Regions from separate parts of the Sus scrofa genome. Here region 2 is linked to region 1. A link is a contact called in public HiChIP or PLAC-seq data. All regions are on one chromosome and are shown on one strand. The core of a region is the stretch at or near the end of the contact, and the rest is flanking DNA. Distances in the headings are between cores, read along the strand shown.

Evidence for each region. HiChIP or PLAC-seq counts read pairs in DNA pulled down with a chosen protein or histone mark.
Region 2: an H3K27ac HiChIP or PLAC-seq map of alveolar macrophages shows a contact between it and region 1. The contact joins the promoter of HDAC10 here to the promoter of SBF1 in region 1. A contact is called at or near these places in 1 of 47 Hi-C or Micro-C datasets (embryonic fibroblasts) and 1 of 2 datasets of contacts at active chromatin or transcription factors (alveolar macrophages).

What each region holds. Positions count from the first base shown.
Region 1 is chr5:263,858-269,018 of Sscrofa11.1, reverse strand. SBF1 (SET binding factor 1) reads right to left here and starts at 2,504. Exons shown (of 41, transcript NM_001206370.1): 1 at 2,492-2,504; 2 at 2,055-2,140; 3 at 1,552-1,689; 4 at 1,263-1,412; 5 at 1,067-1,177; 6 at 334-439; 7 at 90-222. The coding sequence starts at 2,504.
Region 2 is chr5:436,385-441,545 of Sscrofa11.1, reverse strand. It overlaps HDAC10 (histone deacetylase 10), which reads right to left and starts at 2,404. Exons shown (of 17, transcript XM_021091340.1): 1 at 1,437-2,404; 2 at 1,236-1,370; 3 at 923-1,019; 4 at 620-717; 5 at 412-516; 6 at 124-131. The coding sequence starts at 1,495. It overlaps MAPK12 (mitogen-activated protein kinase 12), which reads right to left. Exons shown (of 12, transcript NM_001025224.2): 12 at 3,576-4,094. The coding sequence ends at 4,015.

The DNA.
Region 1 (5,161 bases), core at 1,255-3,754:
CAATGGGCGAGGCTCAGTGCGGCCGCCCGGGAGCCCAGGCCAGAGGAGGGGCGGGCGGAGGGGCCAGGGAGCCCGGGGCCAGTGAGCACCTGTATCTGAGAGGGAAGAGCAGCGCCAGGAGTCCCCGGCAGGCATCCGAGAGCCGCTGGTAGCTGCGAGACAGGAAGAGCACCTTGTGCTCCGTGAGCGCCGCACAGAACAGAGACAGCACATTGGTGATGCCTGTGGGGAGGACAGGCTTAGAGGCCACTGCCCAGGGCGAGGAGGCCTCATGGTTGGTCCACCCGCCCCGGGAGGGGGAGGGAGCAGCACGTGCACGGGGCGCCGGCTCACCCAGCTGGCGAAAGAGCAGGGCCACACTGCAGCGGCTGATGGGCAGGGAGTCGGTGAGCGGGGTCTGGATGACCTGCCGGTCGCCGGCCCCCAAAGAGATGGTTCTCTGTGGAGAGAGAGGGACCAGGGCTTAGCGGCCCGGCAGCCCCGCATCAGCCTGAGCTTTGCAGCCCCACGTGGGCCCCGGGGACCAAAAGACCCGAGGTGGGACCGGCCAGGACAGGCGGTGCGGCCTGAGGGAAAGGCCACACCCAGCCGCTGTCGCCTGAGTATGCCACAGAGAAAACTCAGGGCCTCTGACCTGGGGCAGGGAAGGGGCCTGGGTGGGCAGAAGAAACAAAGTATTCGTACCACTCCGTCCTCAACAGAGTCCAGCTGCACAGGACAGACGGGCAGAGAGACACAGTTAGACACAGCCACACGCACAGGCACAGACCAGGGTGGACAGACAGATAAGCGGATGTCGACACTCAGACAGGCACACCCAGAGGGTGAGAGGACAGAGCAACCAGTGGCTGCCAGGTAGAGAGCCAGGCGGGACACGGGACACACAAGGCAGGCAGGCAGGGCCGAGAAAAGGCGACAGGTGGGGGGAACCAAGACGCCTGAGAGTGTCTGAGGCTGGGGCCAGGCTCAGGCCAGGCTGCACTCCAGGTGCCGACCAGGCCGCAGCCCACGCCGCGGGCACCCGGGGGCCCCAAGGCTGCAGTGGACAGCAGCCGCCACGACCCACCTGTGAGCCCCCGGCCAGGGGGATGATGCAGGTCAGCAGGCTCCCGACCACGTTCTCCAGGCCCACGTTCAGGCCCTCCACGTGGATGGTGTAGATGAGACCGAGGCTGTTCTGCAAGGACCACAGACGTGCGGGTGACGGCGCGGCCGGCGAGAGCACCCCGCGTCCTGCCTCGAGCCCTGGCTGCCCGCCTCACCCTGAACACCTCTGCGTGGTCCAGTCGAGACACCAGGACCAGCGTCTTCGGAGCAAAGAGCTGGCCGGGCGAGCCAGCCGCTGCGGGTGATGGTGGCACTCCCTCATCTGCTTCCTCCGCCCTCTCGGTGTCCCCAGGGCACACCCCTTCCTGGGGACAGACGTCAGGACTCAGCACTGGCCCTTCTGGCCTCCACGAGCCTGGGGCTCCGGGACCAGACACGGACAGGGAGACACACAGGGCAGAGGGAGTCGGCCACAGCCGGACACTCAGCCCCAGGCAGGCTGACCTGCGAGGGCTCCGCGGGCTCCCAGAAGGTCAAGCAGGCGCAGTAGTGCCGCTCGGAGTTGATGTCGGTGAGGACAGCAACAAAGAAGGTCGGTGGATTCCTCTCAGGACACAGCTGCCACCCGCTGGGCTGGCAAAACTATGGGGAGGGAGGGGCAGCAGTCAGCTCCCCCAGCCCCCCGCCCTCCGGGGACTGCAGCCAGGGCCCGGACGCCAGGTCCAGCACCGAGCTCCACCGCCCACGGGCCCTGCCTCCTGCACGCGGCCCCCACCCCACAAAAACAGCCTCTGGCCTCCCCGTGTGGGGGCCTCACCGTGTGGGGTCCCCACTGCCACAAGGGAGGGACAACAGGACACGACAAGCACCTGGCCAGCCAAGCCTGCGCCACCCGCCCTCTGCCCTCCAATGCGGCTGACGGATCCGAGGACCCAGTGAGGGCTGGCACCAGGGACAAGTGCCAAGCTGCTGCCCTGCCCCCACCCCCCGGGGAGCACCCCACTCACCAGCTCGATGCCCTGGGGGAATGGGTTGTCCTCCCAGTCCTTCTCCGGGAAGCGCTGCAGGATCTGGCCCTGGCCTTCCCCACTCCCTGAAGACAGAAGCCACTCAGAGCACCAGCCACCTCCCACCTCCCGGGCGGCAGGTTGGGAACCCCAAGGACCGTGTGGAGACACGGCAGGTCCCTGGCCCTCTGCGGGCACCAGACCAGCCCCGGCTCCCGAGGCCACCAGAGGGCACAGAGAGAAGCCCCTGCTGTGGGGCTGGACACCAAGAGCACAGACGTGCCAGCCCAGGGTGGAGAGCACTCCCTGCTCCCGCTCCCTGACTCCTGGGTCCCTCCGCTGCGGCAACATCCCCAGCCAGAACCCACGCCAGTGTGCCAGCCCCTGCCCCTCTGGCAACCCCCAGCTTAGGCACTCAGCCCCCATGACCTCCTGACCTGCTAGCACCATGACAGTGGACAGGCTGCCATGAATCTCCTCCTGCTCCCAGCCTCTGCCTCACCCCCAGCCCTGAGCTCACTTGAGAGGTGCAGGTCTCACTCCTGCTGCCTGAGTTGGGGGGAGGCCACCTGTGCCTGTGGCTGCAGACTGCTGCTTGTCCCCACTGCCTCAGAGACAGGACCAGCAAAGGTCCCAGAAGACAGCCTGAGGATGGCAGAGGGCAGGAAGGACTGAAGGTGGTGGCACACAGGCCTGCTTCCCGCCTGCAAGGCCTCGGCATGCACACAGCCACAGACCAGGTGGCCGTGTGCAGCCCTGGGCCCCTGCCAGTGCCCACAGCCTGCTGCATCCCCAGCATGCTCCCTCCCGGCGTCCCCAGGGACCCCTCCGTTCCCTGAAGCCACAGGGCCCATTAAGCCCCCATGCATCTGCTTCCCCATGTCCAGTCCCTACCAGCAGGACCAGCTGGGGCCCTGTCTCTTGCTCACTCTCCATGGAGCCAAGTCGGGTAAGCAGTCCCCTCACAGGCCTGGGGAGGATGAAGGCTCTTCCTCCAGCCCCCGCCGGCAGCTCAAGGAGGACAGACCAAAGCCTCCCCCTAATCTCCGCAGGCAGAAGAGCAGAGCAGGCAGGTAAAGGGGACAGACTCTGTCCCGAGGCCCAGACGGCCACCTCCAGCGGCCTGAGGACCTGGCAGATGAGGTCCCTTGACCAGCAGTCTGGTCCACCTGCGACTTGAATGGGCCCAGGAGCCTCAGACAGAGCTGGAGGCCTGGGCACAGGCCTAGGCCTGAGCAGCCGACAGCACACACTGCCCAGGCCCCGGAAGGCAGAGGAGCTGCCATCGTAGGAGCCCACCCTCCCTCCACGATCATGGAGGCAACACCAGGCGGTCGGTGGACAGCAGGCAGGTTGCCGCCGGCTGGGGGGAGGGTGCCGGCCTGACTCTGACTCACAAAACCTCAGCTTCCTGCTCCCCTCCCCCTCCCACCACTGACACTGAGACAAGGTGGCAGACAGAGGAGATGGGGGGAGGACAGGTGTCTGCTGGTGCCACACCCCCCCCCACAGGAAGACCCCAGGGTCCCCCCAGGTTCACCCGCAAGAGCCACCCTCAACAGGCCTCGGCTTGCTCCCCTGAACCTGGCTCCTCCCTCGACGACTCCCCCAAAGGCTGCCTTGTGTGCGGCCCCAAACCACCATCTCCATTCGGCCCTGGCTGGCACCCAGGGCTCACCCAGTTCTTGCCACGAGGCAGCAGGGGGAGGAAGGAAGAGGAGGAGAGGGCGGATGGGGACAGCAGCCTCTGCACCACAGCCTCCCTCCCAAAGCCGGGGGACAGGTGGCCTTTGGGGGGCTACTCTCCGCAGACTCTCCCCACAGAGAAGTGTCTTGTCCACGGCTCACCCACCCTACCCCATTCATGGTGTGAAAGTCAACTCCCAGCACGCAGCTCCACCTTCCAAAGAGCAAGCGAAGGCTTTCCTGGAGCTGTCCCAGCTGCGCACGGAGGCGGGCGCGAGCGGGCAAGCGGGCCTTCCCCCGCCAGCTCCTTCTCGGATCCACCATGTCCCAAACTAGGCCCTTAGGTCTCAACCCAAAGCTGTCGCCTCCTCTAGCCAGCTCTCTGCACCCTGCCCAAGCCTGGGGCACGCAGTGGGACCCCAAGAACCTCCTACCCTCTACCACACCCTCCCGTGACTCCTGGTGCGCCCGTTGGCCGTCTGGGCCAGACAGAAGCTCCACGAGCAAGAAGCCAAGTCCCTGTATCCAACGCTGCACCTGCGCCTGGCACAGACCTGGGCCAGTGAGGGCTTGGCTTGCCGAACGCACACACCACCATCCCCCCACACCCAGCCCCACTCACACCCCACAAGCAAACAGGCTCCTCAGTAGGAAGTAGAGGGAGCTTCCGGGGCCCCAGGGCACAGAAGGACACGCAGCTCCGCCTGCCAGGGCGCACCCAGCCCACGTCCTCCACCCTTCTCTGAGACCCCTGCCCACACCCCAGGTCTGTGCCAACAGAGGCCAGGCTGCAACCTGGCTGCGGGCCTGCATCCTGGGGGTGGGGTCAGGGACTCTGCCACATCTCCCAGTGTCCTCCCACCCCCACCTTGAGCCCTGGGAGCCATGGAGGGACCTATGGCAACTGAATCCCCTGCCCCACCTTGGGGCAGACAAGAGGGGACACCCCCCCCCCACCTCACAGTGACAGGACTGATCCAACCAGCACGCCTGTGTGTCACGGGGTGGGCCTCTGGGGGCCCTAGGAGGAAGGGCACCGGGTCCCCTGAGACACAGATGGGGACAAGAGCTTCCTCTTGCATCCACATCCCCACAGCCAGGCCCGTGGGGGAGAACACAGAGCTCGCGTCTGTCACCCGCCAGCAGCGCCGTCACCAGTGCCAGGCTCCGATGCCTGGGCTGGCCCAGGCCAGCATGTGCTGTGGGCAGAGGCGAGGGAGGATGGCAGCCTCCTGTGCCCGCCCCTGCACGCACCCGGCGCACAGGCCCTGAGACCAGCCCAGCACCTTCCGCCGCCTCACCCACCCAAACCTCAACACACAGGCCCCTCCCAGCTACCGTGCAGGACAAGTGCAGAGGGGCTACAGCCTCCCCCACAGACTAGACTGGCTCTGATCCAAGGCCTTGGACCCTTCGGGCTC
Region 2 (5,161 bases), core at 1,155-3,654, 170 kb before region 1:
CCACAGCCGGCAGGGGTCAGAGGTCAGAGGTCAGGCCCTGCAGCCGCAGGGCACCTCGCAGAACCCTGACCCCCAAGCACAAGGCTCTGTCTCCCCCCTCGTGCTTTCCCAGGCCAGACAGACCGTGTGTCCTGAAAAGTGAGGTCACAGGGAAGGGTCTTGAGCCCATGCCCAGCTTACCTGGGGTCATCCTCAAAGATATACTGGGTGCCCTGACCATGGTGGATGTCCCAGTCAACGATGAGGATCCTGGGGACAGCCAGCTCTGGGTCACTGAGGGGGAGGGTCTCCCACCCCCAGGCCAGGAGCCAGGCCCAGGATGGGAAGGGGCTGGGTAGGGTTTCTCAGAGGCCCTCGCTACCCCCTTCCCGTCTGGCCTGGGCCTCGGCCTGCAGCCCAGCTGGCACCAACCTGTGCAGTCCATGTTTCTGCTGGGCATGCTTGGCTGCTATGGCCACACTATTGAACACGCAGAATCCATTGGCGGCGGCCCTCTGGCTGTGGTGCCCAGGCGGCCTGGGGGTGAGAGCACCATGCAGGGCATGTTGGGGTCGTTCCGAGCCCACGCAGGGCCACCCGCCCACAGGTCAGGGCGGCCAGGGCAGGGGGCAGTGCTCACCTCACCAGGGCGAGACCGTTGCGCACAACTCCCGCCATCACTGCATCCACCAGCTGCAGAGCAGCCCCTGCGGCCAACCGGGCACAGTGGAAGGTACTCTGCGGGGGGCAGGGATGCAGATAAGCTCCCTGCCCACTACCCTTCACAGGCGCAACCCAGGCCCGAGCCAGGCTGCAAGGCACCAAGCACTGGGCAGAATGGACCAGGCCAGTGCCGGAGGCAGCAGTGGCAGCCAGTAGGATGCTGGCACCCGCCCAAGTCCCCAGAGGAGTGGGTGGGCGGGGGTGTCCCCAGGGCACGCACCGGATGGAAGTAGACGGCGTCGAACTGTCTGGATAGGGCCTGGAGCTCCTCAGTGCTCAAGGCCTGGGTTCCCCGCAACAGGGCCACGTACTCGGGGCTGCAGAGAGGCAGGCGGCAAGGCAGGGTCACCAGGAGGAGCAGGTATCGGACGGAGGAAGGGCGCCTGGACCCCAATGGGACTGCCCACCTCATTTCTCCCTCACCCACCCATCCCGTGGTGAAAGTGAGGTGTGTGGAGGAGGCACTGGCCGGCTGGGGCAGGCCCAGGTCCTCGCAGGAATGCTCGGGGCAGGCGGTCCCCCGCGGACCTGACCTGTGCACCAGGCCCAGCTCCGCCTCCGAGGCCTCTCGGGCTACCAGCCGCAGGCACCTCTGCTCCAGGCCGCGCTGCCGCAGGCGCTCCAGAGCTGTGGTCAGACGCTCAGGACGCTCGATCTCGCACTCGGGGCTGAATGGACAGGGAGCTCAGAGCCCGGAGCCCTCCGCGACCCCCCCTCGGCCAGGTCCCACTTACTCGTCCCACAGCAGCCGCGCAGCCGTCATGTCCTCGTGGTACACCAGTGCGGTCCCCATGGCCCGGCCGCGTTCACTCTGGGGCCGTCCTCTGCGGGCTGGGCAGGACGCTACCGCTCACAGGCAGGTGAGGGCACTGCCCGTCCCACTCTGCAGCCCAACGCCTGGGGCCGGGGCCGCGGGCACAGACGGGAAGGAGGCCGCAGGCCCCAGCGGGGAAGGGTTGACAAGGTGTCTCTGGGACTCGGCTTCCGGCTTCCTCGTCCTGGGACCTGGAACCGCCCCGCCTCCGGCTGCCGCAAGCCCCGCCCCCGCGCGGCGCGGACCGCCGGGCCGGCGCCGGGGCCCTGCCCGCCAGCCGCGGCTCCACCTCCTGCTCCGGCCGCGGGCGGCGCCCCGCGGGCCGTGGTGCTCCTGCAGAGGTGGGAGCGGAAGGGCGCGAGGACCGAGAGCCAGCAGGCCCAGGCTCCTGCGGACTGTCGCGGCGGCCCCACCTGCACGCTGTGCCCACGCGGCAGCCCCGCGCGGGTCCTTGCCCCTCCGCCCCAAGCCTCTCCCAGGCCCACTCTGACCGCGCAGACCGCTGGTCGGACACGTCAGTAGCCCATCGCGCCCAGAGCCGCCCTAGAGCCCCCGGCCGGGGCTCAGGGAAGAGCTGGGCGGGCAGGCCACGAGGAGGAGGACCCTTGCCCGGGGCTTAGCGAAGCGCGGGCTGCAGCGCAGCGCTGCCCCCCGAGGATCCAGAGAGGAGGAGCGTGTCCGATGTAAGCTCCGGGAAGACCCCTGGCCAGAAAGTGGACGAGTCGGAGGGTCAGGGCTGTGCAGAGAAGCTGGACGGGAGCGGCACGGCGCGGGGGAAGGCGGCGCGGAGGCCGACAGAGGGAGGGTTTGGGCTAGGGCTGCAGCAGTGAGTGAACGAACGAGGCCGCAATGGAGGAGGCGCGGGCACAGCCCAGAGCAACATCTTTAGACAGAAGGAAACGGGTCGCCCAGGACCTGAAAGGGCTCCGGGGGCGGGGTCCTGGCCTTGGAGGCGGAGCCCCGAGGGCGGGTCTCTTGAAGGCGGGGCCTAGGGTCCTGGAGGCGGGGCCTAGGGTCCTGGAGGCGGGACCTTGGGAGCCAGAGTGGCCGTAGTCGCGTTCTTCAGCCGCCGTGGCCCTCCCTACAGGGAAGCTCTCCACCGTGAGATGGATGCAGAAGGAGGCCCTGACAGGGCCCCGCTGCCCGTGGCCCGCAGCCCCGCGTACATCGCCACCGTCCTGGCTGTCTTGGCGGCTAGGAAGCAGGTGCTGACTTGCCTTCCTGAGTACATGCCCTCGAAGGCGGGGCCTGCGGCAGACGGGCCAGCCGGGGTCGCTGAGAGCCGAGGGTCTGGGCCGGGCTCCGTCAGAGGCACAAGAGGCCTCCTGGGCAGAGAAGGCCGGTGTCCACTGTGGCAGCTCCTCGGACCGGATTTGGCTGGATCAACTGTGCGTCCATTTGAGTCCCAAGCCGGGAGAAAGGAGCAGGCCTAGCCCGGCTTCACGTGCACCTGCCAGGAGAGCAGGTGGGAGGAGCCAAGGCAAAGCCCAAGGGTGGCCAGTAACCCAGCTGCCAGCCCTCAGAGGAGGAACAGCGGGCAGACAGCAGCGGTGGCTCACTGATGGTGGTGGGGCATGGCCCGGCAAAGGGCAGGAAAAAAAACACCGAACCTAGTTTTCTGCTAAGGCACAGGCGTCTCAAGACACCAGAGGTGCCTGGAGGGGTCTACTGTGACCACCCCCCAAAGCCTGGCCTTGGAGAGTGCAGGGAGTCCTAACATCTGGAGCCGAGATCCACGTTGAACCCTGACACACACACACACACACACACACATGCACACACACACACACACCCGCCCCCGTCAGCCTCCGGCTCCAGGATCTTAGAGGAAAGCCACCCTACAAGAGGGGCAGAGCCAGGCCGTGAGGTGGGGGCTCCAGACTTGGGGCTCATGGCACAGGATGGGGTGCACCAGCTTTGTGACCTGGGAGGGAAGGGGTCCCCAGTGGCTCAGGATGGCCCAAGGCTCCCAGGCCAGCCTCCATACTCTGCACGGGGCTGCAGCTCAAAAACCTAAAGCTGAAGACCTACCCCAAGAATCAGCAGGCGAGGCAGAGCAGGAGAGAGAAAGGGTTTATTTCCTCCAGCCGAGTGGCCACGCCACGTGGCCGATGTACATTCCAGGCTGGGGATGCAGAGGTGTCCCTGAGTCATCACCTGTGCCCTCCCTGTCCTTCCTCTCAGCAATGGCATAAGCCAGGCCTCGACCCTAAACCCCTCCCCCCTCACAGGCTCCGAGGCTTCTTGCTGCACCCTGGAGGAGCAGACCACTGCTCAGGGGGCCAGAGGCCAGCCCCAGGTCAGGTGGGCATCCCGTCCAAAAAGGCCAGGTGCTCCTCCAAGGAGAGGCTGAGGTGGGGCCTGAGAGCAGGAGAACAAGCTTGTGGGAGGGGCTCCAGGGAACGAGGGCACTCCCAGGACACGAGCCCCAGCCAAAGCCACAGGGGAAACCAGGACGGCCCTTCCAGGGGGAAGCCCCAGCCAGGTTCCAGGGGTCTTCACAGGGCCGTTTCCTTGGAGACCTTGGTCCCCAGCTGCTGGGGAGGCTTGAAGCTGAGCACCTCTTTATACGTGACACCTGGGGCAGGGTGGGAGTGACAGAGTTACGCGAGACGGGGCCCCTCAGCCCTCAGACAGCTCCCCTCACACCATCCCTGCTGAGATGGTCGCCAGCCACCAAGACGAAGCCCCGGGCCCAGCTCCCTGGTGCTCACCCCGACCAGCCAGAAGTCCCGTGGGGTTCCACTCAGGGTGAGGGTGGGAGTGGGGGTGGGGAGAGCTCCCAGGCCCAGGGCACAGGCTTTGAGCCACTGACCTAGGGGCTCCCCACCCCTAAAAACGACAGGGTCAGAGGTCAGCAGGTGGGCTCCTTTGTCCCACACGTGCAGGGGCATCCTAAGTCACAGCCACTTTCAGCCCACCCGTGGCCAGCCACAGGGACTGTCCCCCTACCCACGGCCCCTAGATTGCCCTTGGCCCCGCAGCCTGCCTGTGAGCGGAAGATGACCCAGGAAGGTGAAACAGTGTTCACCGGCACGGCTGCTCAAGGTTGCAGCAGGGCACACTCCAGCTTCCAGATGAGTGTGAAGCCCCCCCAACAACCTGCAGCGCCCACCTCCCTGCCTGTGCTCCTGCTGGAAGGGACAGGCCGGCTCTGTTCAGCCTGCCCCAGCGGGTCCCTCCCCCAGTCCTGGAAGCACCCGTTTGGAGACCACTGGTACTCCCCAGGCCCAGCTGGGAAGGACTGTGCCTTTAGAGCAGGTGCCCCTGTGGCTCCTCCCCCACGGGGTGCCTCCCAGGCCCGTCATCTGACCCTGGAGCAAAAGCCGGGGCGCGCAGAGAAAGTTTGTATGGAGAGGACATTGCTGTGGGGCTGGCTTCTCCCAGGGGAACAGGACGGGGTGAATTTGCATCCCTGACCAGGGGCTCAGCCACAAACAGTCACGTATCTACCATAGTCTGCAGTCAAAGCAGAAACTCTTACTACGCTTTGTGGCTGGACCGCAGGAGGGATCCTGTGGCCTGTGGTTTGGGGCTACCTTTTTTAGCAACAGAAAACTTAAAAGCAAAAAACACAGCACCAATAAGGGCAGAACCCCTGCGGGTGGCACTGAGAATCCAATGACGCCGAGCGGCACAGCTGGA